Regions from separate parts of the Mus musculus genome. Here regions 2, 3, 4 and 5 are each linked to region 1. Evidence: chromatin contacts called from public Hi-C, capture Hi-C and promoter capture Hi-C data. All regions are on one chromosome and are shown on one strand. Each heading gives the region's core, a stretch centred on a gene start, on an enhancer-like site or on the middle of the called end of the contact. The rest is flanking DNA. Distances are from core to core; before and after follow the strand shown.

Evidence for each region. Promoter capture Hi-C pulls out the DNA fragments that hold promoters and counts their contacts. A called contact is a pair of places that touch in the nucleus more often than the background predicts. Capture Hi-C pulls out chosen DNA fragments and counts their contacts.
Region 2: a contact with region 1 is called in a capture Hi-C map of embryonic stem cells, with 4 times the contacts expected there. The contact joins the promoter of Bop1 here to the promoter of Sh3bp1 in region 1. A contact is called at or near these places in 2 of 39 promoter capture datasets (hippocampal neurons and liver), 2 of 115 datasets of contacts at active chromatin or transcription factors (large pre-B cells and pro-B cells) and 2 of 9 other capture datasets (adipose tissue and embryonic stem cells).
Region 3: a Hi-C map of B cells shows a contact between it and region 1, with 5 read pairs. The contact joins the promoter of Cyhr1 here to the promoter of Sh3bp1 in region 1. A contact is called at or near these places in 1 of 39 promoter capture datasets (hippocampal neurons), 1 of 484 Hi-C or Micro-C datasets (B cells), 2 of 115 datasets of contacts at active chromatin or transcription factors (embryonic stem cells and fetal liver) and 1 of 9 other capture datasets (adipose tissue).
Region 4: a promoter capture Hi-C map of pre-B cells shows a contact between it and region 1, with 4 times the contacts expected there. The contact joins the promoter of St13 here to the promoter of Sh3bp1 in region 1. A contact is called at or near these places in 2 of 39 promoter capture datasets (neutrophils and pre-B cells).
Region 5: a promoter capture Hi-C map of hippocampal neurons shows a contact between it and region 1, with 6 times the contacts expected there. The contact joins the promoter of Lrrc14 here to the promoter of Sh3bp1 in region 1. A contact is called at or near these places in 1 of 39 promoter capture datasets (hippocampal neurons), 4 of 115 datasets of contacts at active chromatin or transcription factors (embryonic forebrain, embryonic hindbrain, embryonic stem cells and 1 more) and 2 of 9 other capture datasets (adipose tissue and liver).

The regions. Positions count from the first base shown.
Region 1 is chr15:78,898,490-78,901,189 of GRCm38.p6, reverse strand. Sh3bp1 (SH3-domain binding protein 1) reads right to left here and starts at 1,422. Exons shown (of 18, transcript NM_001316684.1): 1 at 1,229-1,422; 2 at 2-44. The coding sequence starts at 1,287.
Region 2 is chr15:76,475,993-76,478,758 of GRCm38.p6, reverse strand. It overlaps Bop1 (block of proliferation 1), which reads left to right and starts at 1,510. Exons shown (of 16, transcript NM_013481.2): 1 at 1,510-1,630. The coding sequence starts at 1,538. Hsf1 (heat shock factor 1) reads right to left here and starts at 1,397. Exons shown (of 13, transcript NM_001331154.1): 1 at 1,042-1,397. The coding sequence starts at 1,158.
Region 3 is chr15:76,655,557-76,658,256 of GRCm38.p6, reverse strand. Cyhr1 (cysteine and histidine rich 1) reads left to right here and starts at 1,363. Exons shown (of 4, transcript NM_001357882.1): 1 at 1,363-1,897. The coding sequence starts at 1,541.
Region 4 is chr15:81,398,370-81,401,069 of GRCm38.p6, reverse strand. St13 (suppression of tumorigenicity 13) reads left to right here and starts at 1,376. Exons shown (of 12, transcript NM_133726.2): 1 at 1,376-1,585. The coding sequence starts at 1,476. It overlaps Xpnpep3 (X-prolyl aminopeptidase 3, mitochondrial), which reads right to left and starts at 932. Exons shown (of 10, transcript NM_001347075.1): 1 at 783-932. The coding sequence starts at 846.
Region 5 is chr15:76,709,152-76,711,944 of GRCm38.p6, reverse strand. It overlaps Lrrc14 (leucine rich repeat containing 14), which reads right to left and starts at 1,304. Exons shown (of 4, transcript NM_001358891.1): 1 at 1,018-1,304. It overlaps Recql4 (RecQ protein-like 4), which reads left to right and starts at 1,386. Exons shown (of 22, transcript NM_058214.3): 1 at 1,386-1,552; 2 at 1,634-1,667; 3 at 1,747-1,844; 4 at 2,037-2,177; 5 at 2,394-2,793. The coding sequence starts at 1,469.

The DNA of each region.
Region 1 (2,700 bases), core at 173-2,672:
CCTGCAGCAGGTCCTCACCCAAAAACTCGGCAGTCTCCGGGGTGCTGTGGGGGAAGGGGGCTTTGGATGAGTCAGTCTGGGTTAGGGAACCCACTGCCTCCCTCTAACCCCTGCACATGGAACCTGAACCCAAGATGCTTCCAGGACCCACCAAGCCTGGGTGGCCCGTCCACATCGTAGCTGGAGCACATTCCATGGTAGTTAAGAGGATGCATGCCTGCTTCCTCCTCCACCCAGGGCTGTGTCCTGGGAGAGGGTGGACCCATGACACCGAAAAAAGCAGGAGGGAGCTACCCAGGGCCCAACTTCGGGACAGAGGAAAAGTTTCTCATCTCCCCATCCCCCTAAATAGTTTGCCTGGCCCGGAAAGAGGAGGCCTAAGCTGGCCCCCAGAACGGGAAGTGTGGAAGCTGGTCTCCGGGGTGGCCAGGCCCACAGGCATACGACATTGGACTGCAGCTGTGGGCAGGTCTGGGGACTCTGCCCAAGGATACATAGGGACATGGGTTCAGGGCAGAGTGGCTTGGCTTCGTAGGTACATATAAGTGTTTGTGTCACTGCAAGGTCTGGATCAAGTTTCTGGATACACGGTCACCTCTCTGGGCCCAAAGAATGGGGAACTCCCAGGCTGGGGAAGAGGGACAGAAAGAAAGGCTCCGAGAAACTCCCCAAACTTCCGCTCCCATAGTTTTGGGGCTGGGAACCGAGGAGACCAAGGGGTGTCTCTACCTGAGCCTACGAAAAGCAGAAGCAGGACCAAATGGCAGGAGGCCCCTGGGTTGGGGGAGGGGACGGACACCCAGAGCAGAGCAGGCCCCTCCTCCCCAGGCCAGAACACTGCCAGTCCCTTCCCCCAGGGTCTGGGGCCCCCGATCGGCTCCGTTCCTCCCCTTCCCTCCAGTTAGAGGTGGCTAACTGTTCCCATTGTCCGGAGGGGACAAATGAGGTTCCAGGCAGCGTCTTGGCTCAGGACGCATTCTGCTCTCTGCAGCAGCCTCTCCAACCGGGAATGGAGGTGCCTTCCCCCGCTCCCCCTCCACCGCCCGCAAAAGCCAGCTATGCTTGTGCGACCACAGTGACTTCAGACCCCAGGAAACGAGGTCAGGGCTCTGGCATGCCAGAGGGCCGCTGCCTAGATATCTTCGACCTCTGTGACCAGTTCCCCACTCTCCTGCGCTCGCTCAGGTCCTGCGAAACGATAGCACGGCTAGAAGCGGGTGACACTCACCGTCCCGAGCTGCCCGTGTGGGCCAGCTGCCGCATGCGGTGCAACTGCCTCTTCATCATCTTGGGTCCGGGCAGGGGGCCGAGGAGTCACCTTGGGGGTTGAGGCTGGCAGCCCCCGGCCCAGCCTGCTTCCCCGCGCGCTTCGCCCCGGATGGGTGGGCGGCGCTCTGGCTTCCTGGGCCGGCGCGCTCCTCTGGCTGGTGCTGGCGCTGGCGCGGGCGCTCTCCTCCCCCGCTCACGACTCCGCCCCCGGCCCCCAGGTCACTCCTTTCTCCAAGTTTGGAGTCTCTCTCTCTCTCAAGTTTGGAGTCTCTCTCTCTCTCTCTCTCTCTCTCTCTCTCTCTCTCTCTCTCTCTCTCTCTCTCTCTCTCTGCTTCCGGGCCTCAACGACCCCCGGGTTGTCCGACCCGCCTGCCGAGTGTCCGTCGGTCTGTCTCTCTGAGGTCCGCAGTTGAGTGCGGGCTCTTCCTTCCCGCAGCCTGTCCTGTCACCGCGGCGGGTGGCGGGAAGCAGGTAAGCTGCTCCTGCCATCACCGCCCTGGGTATAAACAACCTTTGCTCTCTTAGAGGGAAAGGAAGGCTGCCTAGAAGGGACAGGCCTTCAGGACCTGTGCAGGCCAGTCACTAGGGGATGCTGCCTGGGGACTTCTTCTCCACCATACTATTCCCTGACCATCCCCCTTGCCTGCTGGACCACTGGCTCAGAACTTGGGGTACCTGGGACTACCAGATACTAATGTCCTTGGATCAGTCCCCAAAATTCTGCATTCATTGTGTATAGTAGCTTGGTAGGACAACTGTCCTTGTCCAGTCTATGCCACAGGGTAAACAAGATACCCTGGTCTGCTTGGTCTGCTCGTCAGCCCTTGAGGTCCTGTCACTCTACACTTTAAAGAGTCCCAAGCTTTGACCGCTTCCCCTATTTGTAAAACTCTTTCTCATTTCTTTTAGCAAATGTCCCAGGCGCCTGCCCTTCCTTCTTGTCAGGCCTTGATATGTATGGGTGCTGCTCTGAACCCCCAAACCCGATTTTCTCTTTGAAATGTTCCGCTGAACACCAGCCTGAGCATACAATAGGTGTTCATAGCTACAGAGCAAGAGAGCCGGTGGGCAACTGCAAGCTGACTTCAGTATGCACCCTTCAGGCTTGGGAGGGGGAAGGGTGACTACAGGAAGCCCTGTGCACCACACCAAGCTTTGCTCTCTTAGTTTCAGTTCAGAGCCATACCACTTGAGCACCTACTGTGTGGGGGTAGAGAGTTGGTGTGCTCCTCAAAGACTTCCCTTTGCTCCAGACATCTCTGTGTACCCAGCACAGGTCTGGCACATGGTGTTCACTCAGCCGCTTTCCCCATTTAAGAAGTCCTATCGAGTGTGGGAGGAGCCCAGAGGGGTCCCAGCAGCTGCTGCAGCCAGAACATACTGGCCAGGAACAGCCACAGCCTCTCATCAGTGGAATCCTGGCTCTCTGAT
Region 2 (2,766 bases), core at 261-2,760, 2.4 Mb after region 1:
AAAGATAGAAAGGTAAGATCATACTCTCTGCCCAGGTGTATGAAATCCAGGACAGGCTGTGAACTGAATATGGCATTCAGGAAAACAACGCGGCCCACGGATAGCCCATGGGATAATCACAAAGACCGTCTCGTGAAAAGTGAAGTTCCGTGCTTTCTAGTCTTCTCTTTATTCCCAAAACACCCTTTAGGCAGAGCAGAGTTTAAACAAACAGGCAACTGAGAGCCAGAAGCCTTGGCCTCCATCTGCCACCCAGGCCTTTTCTCCATTCTTGCCAGCTTAAGAAACTTGTGCGAGGGGGCAGTGCTCCGCAGAGACCGAGAGACCCGCCAGATTTGGCTTGCAGAAGGTCAAGGTGGTGGCACCTAGCCGCCTCCATCCCTCCAAAGGTTCCCATTGAATCAGGGTGGCCTGTCTTCAGGCCACCACCATCGGCTAGCTCTGCGCGCTCTGGCCCTCAGAATCCACATGTGAACAGCAGATTCTACTTTCCAACTTAACACAAACACGGAACGACCTCTGCAAGCCAGCCAGAGATGCAGGGCCAGCAGGGTGTGCGGTGTACACAGTCCGCTGCCAGGCAACAGAACAGGGTTCGACACGGCCCTTGGAGGGCCGGGCAAAACTGCTCTGGCGTCTGGAGACTATCGGGGCTGAGCTTAGGCTCCACATCCTCCTATTCTCGCTCTTCTCTCATGCATTCCTTAGGCCTTCCACTTATTCTGAATGATTGCCTAAAAAGCAGAAACGCAGACGGACTCTGGGAACTATTTCTCTGTGAGCAAAGACCCTGTACTGGAAGCCCCGTCCTTATTGTCCGGGTGAAATGTAGGATGATTTGGGGTCTCGGCCTACTCTCCGTGAGTGGCTCTGGGGGCGGGGCGCACTTCCTCCCCAGACAGCGGCGTCCTCCCTCTAGGATGCCAGGATGGCTGAACCCGGGCGAGCCCGACTAACTCGCAGGCCGCTTTCTCCGAAGCAGGTCCCCTCCCGCCACAGGACCCTCCCTCGAAGGCCGCTCCGGCCCATGCCAGCTCCTACCGGGCTCCAGCAGATGAGCGCGTCTGTGTCCGGGTCGCTCACGAGGGTCCACAGCTTGGTTAGGAAGGCCGGGACGTTGCTGGGCCCCGCTGCACCGGGGCCCACGGCCAGATCCATCTCGGACGAAAGCAGGCAGAGGCTGGGGTGGCCTTTTAGAAGAGTGGCTGAAGGCTGAGCTAGTGTCGTCGCTGCCCCTGCCGTCCGGGCCGCTCCGCCGCCCGCTGCGCACACACAGCAAGGCCTCGCATGGCCGCAGCCATCTTGCGACCGGCGCGCTCTCGCTAGGGCCAGACCTGTAGCCTCTGTGCGCAGGCGCCGTGATCTCCCCTGCCTACTTTGCCGGCCCAGCCCTTGCGCCGCACCCTACGCCTGCGCAAGATGGCTTCACCCGGGCTGCTCACCAATCAGAGCCTGGTAGGGCGGAGCCTGGCTGGGGGCACACGAGGCGCTCCCGCTGCCGGAAGCGGCAGTAGATCGGTAGCCGGCGCGGCGCAGCATGGCGGGGGCGTGTGGTAAGCCCCACATGTCACCGGCATCGCTGCCGGGGAAACGACGTTTGGAACCTGATCAGGAGCTGCAGATACAAGAGGTAACTTCCAAGTAGCGGACAGCATCCCTCTGGGAACCATGCAGGCACTTGGCAAGACCAGGGAGGCCGGGCCGTGGCGCAGCGTGTAGTGTCGTGTGGGTCGCCTAGAGCCTGATCGTCCAGTCTGGGCTGTTATTTTGGAACTCTCAGCAGAACATTACTTGCGCCGAGGGGCGCTGGAACCCGGGGGATAGTTCTGTGGCTTGAACCGTGTTAAGGGAGAGACCTTTAAGAGTCCCCTCACCATAGTCTCTGGACCTTCCATCTGTGCTTCCTGTCCTGGGAAAGGTTGTAATTGCGCTCGTGCTGTGCTACCAAGCCAGCATGTCAGGTGTGTTGTGAATCAAAAGAGGACTTGAGATTATGGAAGTCTGATTGGAACCCAGGGCATCCAGAACTGGTTGTCATGGAACCATTGCTAGTCCATGTTGCTAAGCTCAGTAGGCTTGCTACATTCATCAAATGTAGGTGGTAGAAGGCATGCACAGCTGACTCCACTGAATTGGATCCTCAAAGTTCTCAACTTTCCTAATGCTGTGGCCCTTTTAATACGGTTCCTCGTGTTGCGGTGATTTCCCAACTACAAAATCATTTTCGCTGCTACTTCATAACTGTAATTTTGCCGGGTGGTGGTGGCACACGCCTTTAATCCCAGCACTTGGGAGGCAGAGGCAGGTGGATTTCTGAGTTCGAGGCCAGTCTGGTCTACAAAGTGAGTGCCAGGACAGCCAGGGCTACACAGAGAAACCCTGTCTCGAAAAAACCAAAAAGAAAACATAACTGTAATTTTGCTACTGTTATGAATCGTAATTATTTGATATGCAGGATAGTCTATGAAAGGGTTGCTCGCCCCAGAGGGATTGTGACCCACTGGTTGAGAACCACTACGTAAGTTGTCCCTTTGTTTTATGAAACGCCCCTAAGCTTTTCCCTCTGTGTAGTTCTAGGCAGTAAGCCTTTAATAGTCAGTTGTTTATGCCCTAACTGCGTGCAGTACTTTTACTTGTTAGTATGACAAGTAGCGTAGTTTTAGAGATGTCAATAATAAGAGAATGTCAGTGTGACATCTATGGAAACTCAGGTGATCACTGTGATGATTGGCAGCGAAGGCCACTCAGGTAGACAAGAACTAGCCA
Region 3 (2,700 bases), core at 114-2,613, 2.2 Mb after region 1:
TGTGTGGAAGTTTACCTAAACCAGAATGCTAACAACAGGTCTTCAGGACACTTGGGGCCTGGGAGGAACATGGTTGTGAGTCAGAGACCTGATTTCCAATAAACGTAAGGAATATACAGGAGTATGGAATTTGTTTATTCTTGAGCTAGCTTCCTAAGGCCTGTAAGGTGATTTCCCTGAGTAAAGGAGTGGGGGATGGGCTGTAAGTAGCAGAAGGTATTATTCACTTTGGCATCCTGGTAGACTTGCCAAGAGAACCCCCAGAGTGCCAGGCATGGTGGTGCAGGTCTTTAATTCCAGTTGGGAGGCAGAGACAAGCAGATCTCTGTGAGTTGTGGGTGGCCAGGCTGGCCTACATAGTGAGTTCCAGAATGGCCAGTGCAACATATAGTGAGACCCTGTATCAAAAAAAGAAAGAAAGAAAAGAAAAAGAAGAAAGAAAAACATTTTTAAAAAAGAAAAGAGAAAAAAAAAAACCAACTTCCCGTGAGAAGAGAGTTTTGGGCCTTGGTTTCCTGGGACACAGTAAATTTGCATATATCCTTGGTGGACCTGGCAGGTGGCCCTCTGGGGCAATGACCTTCACAAACTGATGGCTGTTTTCATAAAGGGCAGAAGAGTGCTATACCCTCAGCGATTCCCAGAAATTGCACATCTCTCTGGACTGACTTGATTACTACCTGTTTGACACCCTCTTGTCTGTGCAAGACATACCTTATAACTTAAAACCCCCTCTTTCTTCTATTCCAACTCTTTCTTTCTTCTACTCCAACTCTTTCTTTCTCCAACTCTGAGGTTGGGACGAAAGAGGTGGGTTAGGGAGTGAACCCAATAATCCTTCGCTGTTCCTGTACTTGCATCTTGTTGACCTTTATACCGTCGCGCAAGAGTGGTGGTAGGTGCGTTTTTCAAGATCCTGCTCTAATACTCCGGTCAGCTAGGCCAGAGCCTTGCACACACAAGCCCGAATTTCTGTACACATTGGCACAGGCATCCCCCCCCACCCCCCGCGCGCGAGCGCGACATGGGAGGCTTAGGGGCGCTTTGCACTCTCGAGGAGTCTGAAGTCTGGGGGCCTCTCCAGACCCCGAAGCTGATGGTACCTCTCCAAGGGCGGACTCCCCAAATCCCCCCACCCCCCGCCCTTCTCCGGATCCCCTCCTGGACCCCACCCCCTTCTGTTCACCTTCGAGGGTGGGTGGGCTCTCTGGCGTCCTCGCTCGTCCATTGGAGGTGGCCGCCGCGTCGTCTTGGCCCTCGCGGCGCTTCCATTGGCTTGCGCGAGGCCCACGTGATCAGGAGGGCGAGGGGGCGGTGGCGTGGGGGGGGGGTCCGCAGCGAAAACAAAGATGGCGGCCGCGCCGGGGTTGGTGGCCGGGGCGGCTGCGGGCCGACGGGCGGGCCAGGCCCACTGAGGCAGCTGCACGGTGGGCAGGCTGCGGGGTCGCCGCGGCAGTGAGAAGCCGGCAAGGGCGCGCGGCGACCCTAACTTCCAGCCGGCGAGCGCGCCGGCACCCGCCCGCCGGGCCGGCCGGCCGTGATGTCCGGCGCCGAGGAGGCCGGCGGGGGTGGCCCGGCTGCAGGGCCCGCGGGTGCCGTGCCGGCCGGGGTCGGGGTAGGGGCCGGGCCTGGGGCTGCCGCGGGGCCGGCTGCGGCGGCTCTGGGCGAGGCGGCGGGGCCCGGGATCCCGGACGAGGCGGCCCTGGCCGGCGCTCGGCAGCTGCAAGAGGCGGCCGGCGACCCCGACGCGCCGCCCAAGAAGCGGCTGCGGGCGGCCGAGGCAGCCGAGGCGGCGGCGGCGGCAGTGGCAGCGGGCAGTGGAAAGCTGGAGGAGCGTCTCTACTCGGTGCTGTGCTGCACCGTGTGCCTGGACCTGCCCAAGGCTTCCGTGTACCAGGTAGGGCCGCCGGCCCGGCCCGGCGCCGCGTTGCCTGGAGGCCTGTGGCCGGTGGCCGGGAATCCTTCCTATCCAAACATCCACCTTCCAGGTCTACGAAACCCCGCTCCTGTCTCTCGAGGCTCCTTATCCTTTCTTGCTCTGAATCTCATTTTCTGTGTTCGATGGTACCCTTTACTCCCCAGTCTGAATTTCCATTCTCCTCCGTAGATCTCTTCACCTTCTGGTTCCTCCAGGGTGCCTCCTTGATAGATTCCACATTCTTTTCAGCTGACCATGTAGAGATCTGTGAACAGGTACCCACCCTTTTCTACTGCTCATCAATACTGTCCCTCACTTCTAGACCCCTGGGTGAAGAAACTTCTTTCCTGGAGACAGGGCTCCAATTCTGGCAGCCACACCCCCAAAAGTGTCCTTCCATATCTGAACAACTAAGTAAATCTTCTTTTGTGCCCTGGGGAGTCAGTCCTGTGTCCTTCTGAAGACCTGGAAGAAAGGAGGGCCTCTCATCCCTTCTCAGTTCTGATCTGGAGGAAGCAATCCGCAACAAACTTTACTGTCAGGGTACTTTCTCCTGCCCCAGCCTAGCCAGTATTTCTATTCGGGGCCACCTCACCCATACCAAGCTGGCTTCCAAGGTTGCCAGTATCCAGGAACTTTGTCCTGCCTTCCCACTTGAAGACCCAGCATGCCAGTCAGTCTCAGAGTCCTGGTCTGTGTGGGTCTAACATGTCCTCTTCCAGGTAAAAGAGAGCAGACCTCTGGTTCAGTGGGAAATGTCTGTCCACCTTCCCCTGGTCTTT
Region 4 (2,700 bases), core at 127-2,626, 2.5 Mb before region 1:
AAGTATAATCCAACATTAGGTCTCCTTACAAAGTAGGTGACTCACTCTCCAGTATAAAATTTTATGTTAGGTTAATTGCTCACCATATTGTACACGGAGGGTTCACATTCTCCGTGCTCTATCACCTTGACTGTTTATGTAAGACTTAGGCACGTCCCTCGCTTAGTTCTTTACAAACTGAATTGCACAAAGCATTTGTTTCTAGACGTGTTTCTTCTCTCTCTTTCTCTCTCTCTCTCTCTCTCTCTCTCTCTTTTCGAGACAGGGTTTCTCTGTATAGTCCTGGCTGTCCTGGAACTCACTCTGTATTTGGATCAGGCTGGCCTCGAACTCAGAAATCCGCCTGCCTCTGCCTCCCAAGTGCTGGGATTAAAGGCGTGCGCCACCACAGCCCGGCTCTATCTTTTGAGCTAGCTCTCCGATGAAACCTATGAAAAGGCGAAAGATTTACCCTGACCTAACACACACACACACGCTACTTGACATTAAACAATTTAGTCAAGTGTGATGATAAAAGCTACCAATTTAGAATTCGAGTAACTTTGAAGACAATCCCTTGGAGTTCCCTCCTCTTCAGTCACTCCAGCTTTCCCAGAATAACAGAACCTAAAGCCCACTCTTTCCCAGAGCAATCGATCAAAAGAAAAATCCGTGGGTGGTGAGGGGGGATCAGGTGCCGATTGGTGAAGAACCACGGATCATCAACTTGTAGCTCTTTGGGCTGCTTTAGGCTTTCTCCAAAGGAAGAACCTGAAGGGGACGCCGGCAGGAAAGACTCTAACCTGAGAGGCCGCGGAGCCTTGCTAGAACGGGAGCCAGCTTGGGGGTTGAGAGCAGAGACGGCATGGCCTGTAACCACTGGTCAGGAAAAGTACAAACTCTGGGGAAAGCCACTAGCACAGCCGCGTCGCCAGGAAACCAGTCAACTGCTCGGCCCCTTCCGGCAGGCGCGGCTCGCGGGCTTTCTTCCCGGGGCGGCGCAGAGCAGTGACGTCACTCGGCTAGGTTTTGGGCGCGCCGGCCCCACGGGCATTTATTTATTTTCCCCCCTCCTCCATGCGGCGTCTCGTTCTGCTTAATGCCCATCTTCACAGAAGAAATATCTTATTCCAAATGTCTCCCTATGTCCCGCTTGAAAGCGCACAGACACAAGGTCCTTCATCCATCCCGGGGAATTAGGTCAGAGGAAAGAATCCGAGTGAGACTGTTCGCCGATCGAAGCAGGCATTGTCACGGGCAGCTACACTTCTAGAAGGTTCTAGGCGGAGCACAGGTCCAGAGGTAGGAGTGGGAATGAGCGAGCGAAGGCCCGGGGTCACGAGGCCGTTGGGGGGGAGGAGCCAGCGGCCGGGGAGGTTCTAGTCTGTTCTGCCTCGCGGCAGCCGCCCCCTTCCACTTGGTCACGTTGAGCCGCTCCCGGGCCTGGCATCGTGCCTCCGCAGCCGCCCACCGCCTTCAGCTTCCAGCCTCCCACCATGGATCCCCGCAAAGTGAGCGAGCTTCGGGCCTTCGTGAAGATGTGTAGGCAGGACCCGAGCGTCCTGCACACCGAGGAAATGCGCTTCCTGAGGGAGTGGGTGGAGAGGTGAGAGCCCTGGGCCCCGTGGACCGTTGGGGACGGAAAGTTGGGGGTTGGGGAGTGGGCCCCGAGCTGGCGTAGGGAGGAGGGGAGCGGTTCTAGGCCCCTTCGTGGCTCTTAGTGGCTTCGAGAGGTTCTCGGAGGGATCTGGAGCGTTGGGCAACTTAGGGGTGGAAAAGCAGAGGTTAGAGTTGGTTCCCCCCCACCCCCCGCAGTTAAGTCTTTATGGGGGTGTGTTTGGGTTGTGAATATTTGAGCAGTGGAAATAATGCGCGAACGAAGACAAAGCTTTTACTAAGGGATTGTTTTTCTTGAACCTGGCGTCTTGTTTAAGTCGCATTGACCCATGTGTCGTTTAAAATATTAATAGTGGTAACTTATTTATTCTATAACTTCAGTTATCTGTACTTGGCCTTACAACGATTTTAATTGCATGGAATTTTGTTGGGAATTATTTATACCCACGTTAGTTGTAGCGCTGTCACTTCAGCTACTTTAGGAATTTTTTTTTTTCCTTCAAAGACCAGTGTGCTTGCAGGACTAACTGGAGAGTATTTCGCCTGCGTACTATGATTGTTGTGCCAGCTGCTGGGAAACAGTATTACTGGGGAATTGGTTTCTCCTTTTTGTTGTTTTAGTCTCGTTGATAAAAGATTTTAAAGACAGAATTAGAAGAAAGCTTAGGCACCATTAGAATTTGAGGGTGAAAAACGCAACAGTACAAACAAACTAAATCTCTACAGCTGCCAAGGGGAGGGAGGATGTTAAGTCATGCTTTCTGAATTAGGGTCAGCAATGGAAGCTCACCAGCACTTGTAGAAATGGGGGAGGGTCGGTCTTCAGAGAAAGTGCATGTTTAGGGTCTTTGGTTAATATAAAAAAAAAAGAGATGGGGAAAAGTAAAGTTTTATATATTTTTCAATTAGAACTTAGAAAAAACAAGCAGGCTGAGCCATGAAGGTCTGAAAGCAACTGTGTGGAGTGAAGGACTCAGGGACTGTATAAGCACTTTACTTCTTTAAAGATAATTATTCCAAGCTTTTTGCATATCTTCTGGTAAATCAGCCTTTCTGAGAGGTTGTTTTCTGGCCAGGTGATTGCAAGTCCAGATAGATTAAGGG
Region 5 (2,793 bases), core at 55-2,554, 2.2 Mb after region 1:
GAACCAACATGGTATGTCACAGCCACATGGAACTGATGCAGGTGCCCCCTTTTGACCTGAAGCTTTCACATGCACATGGTGTATTTTCCTACGACTAGGGAAAGTAAATATTTTCTAAAGTGAAGTAAATCCCAGACCTCTCTTCCCACCAGACTGACAACAGAGGATTCCTCCAGAGCCAGTAGCCTAACATCCTGACCCTCCACGTAGATGTGCCTTTGGAGTTAAAGAAGTCTAACACAGCTTAGTGAGTGCCAGGCTCTGGGGTTTTTTTTTTGTTTTTGTTTTTTAAAGGATCCTGTGAACAGATGGTGTGCAGCATCTGAGACCAAGGCCCTGAGTTTGAACTCCAGAGATAGCGGATTTCTAGGGTATAACTAGGCAGAGAAATCCCTGAGGAAGAGCAACTCTCACCCTCTGTGGTCCTTGTCTCCTATTCGGGTACCTCCTCTTCACTGAGAAACCATGTCTTAAATTCACGAGATTCATAACGATCCAAGCCAAAACTGCTAAAGCGTTCCAGCTGAGAAGCCACATACAAAAGATCCTGAGCCTGAATGATTCTTGCTATCCTGGGTCAGTAGACTTCCTGTGGGCAAAACACCTTACCCTCAGAACTATGCTACAGTCCTCAGCCCACAACAGAATGGAAAACCAGGGCCTAGGCCTTACGCAAAGCCGCAGCAAGGGACAAGACTGGGGACCAGAAAGACTGATGAAGCCCAGGGTTTGCTTGCTTCTAACATCTCCTACGAGTCCTTAAGGCACGCGTCCCTGGGGAACCCCGCGTGACTGTCCTTGATCTGGCTCTAGCTTAAGATAATAGGACTGCCTAACTGACAGGACAAGCCAACCAAACACCTGTCATAAGAGGAACCGGTGGCAGCCCGCCTGGCCTCCAAGCAAGGATTGCTTCTGGGTGATGCTACTGCACACAGGACACAGCGGTCTCTGCGGCATACAGACGCGCACGCTCGGATCCTTGGAGAAAACAAAAAGCCCGGAACATCAACTGACCCGGGCGAGCCTGGAGCCACAGGCCGAGACCGGCCTCGCCCGCCCCTAGGTCTCCCTTCGCTTGCGGCCCATCCCCGCGCGCCGGCGGCACCTCCCGAGAATCCGCCTCAGCCGTGGTCTTCAAGCGCCAGTCCCCGTCGAACCTGCCGTCCAAGTGCCCTGACCACTAACGGCTGCTTGACTCTCAGCTCGACTCGAATCCCAGCCCCGCGGCCCCCGCTCATCCGCCTCCCCGACTACCAAGGCCTGCAACCCTTCCTCGCCCAGCAAGCCTCGCCCAGCTCCGCGCAGCGCCGGGGCGCGCTGTGATGACGCAACAACTCATAGGCCCGCCCCCTCCCCGGGGGGCTCAGAGCATCTGCAGCACCGCCCGGCGGCCGCTCTCATTGGCTAAGGACAGGACTTTACGGTGGCGGCGGGAGATTTCCCCTAAACTCACGTTCGGGCTGCCATGGAGCGGCTCGCGACCGTTCGCGCGCGGCTACAGGAGTGGGAACGCGCTTTTGCACGGCTGCACGGGCGACGGCCAGCGAAGGTGAGGTGGAGTTAGGGTCCGGACAGGGGCGGCAAGTGGGGGATCCTGGCGCAGCCTGTTGCTGACAAGCTTCTCTCCTAGGGGGATGTGGAGGCGGCACCTGAAGAGACCCGCGGTGAGCACTGGGCTGGTGGACCAGGGACAGGGCGAATGTTAGTGGGTATGCCCCTGACCGCCGACTTCTGCCTTCCCAGCGCTCTACCGTGAGTACCGTAACCTAAAGCAGGCGGTGCGTCAGGCTGACGACAGACATCGTGTCCTAGAGCAATCACTTGCCGAGGCAGCTGAGGAGGTATCAGTGAATCCCACTCTCAGCGGTCTGTGGTCCAAATGGCAGGAACCGAGAGCATTTTGCAGCCGTGCCTCCATGGAGCACAGAAGTTGGGTGGCCAGGTCCTCCCATGGGGGTTAGGGGAAGCTTTAGAGGCACTTCTGTGCCCATGCCATCTTTTAAACTGGTCTAGGTTGCTACTATCTACTGCAGGCACAGGAGCCAAGCTGCTGGGGTCCCCACCTGAGTCGAGCTGCAACGCAGAATACGCAGTCTATGCCAAAACAGAGCCTACTGAGTTCTGTACAAGACTATGGGAAGAGGCTCAAAGCCAATCTGAAAAACACAACACAGGTAAGACGTGGAGGTGAACCCAGAACTGCCTTTGGCCCTTGGGTGGTTTGCCAGGGTCCTTCTATGTCCACCCTTCCTTATAGCACGCACGTACGCTCCTGTAATAACTGGGACTAGGTTCCTAACGGTGCTCAGGCATCTCCACTCTTATTGTCTGTCCCAAACTTCTGCAGTAACCCAGGTCCTGAATTCCGATTTGCTGTTCTGTCTTTCTAGACTGGACCAACCCAGAGCAGAAAACTCCAGCTTCAGAAGAGATCCTTGTCCACAGTTCCTGCCCCAAGGCCACCAGGCTCAAAGACTGAATCCCCCTGTCCAGACGAAGCTGACGATGCACTTCCTCGGGTTCCTGAGCCCCGGCCGAGGCTGGGCCAGCTCCAGCAGCTCCGATCATCCCTCAGCCGGAGGTTGACTTCCCTAGACCCTGGTTGGTTAGAGAGGTGTCACAACAGAGTTTCAGATCTTCTAGAGGTTCCGGGTGCTTGTGGGCTTGACCTGAGTGCAGAGGAGTCACAGCCTCAGATGTCAGGCAAGGTGAACATCGCTGATCCTGACATCCAGTCAGAAGTATCTGTACAGAGCCCAGAGGCCATAGCCCAACAGCCAGCCCAGGTTT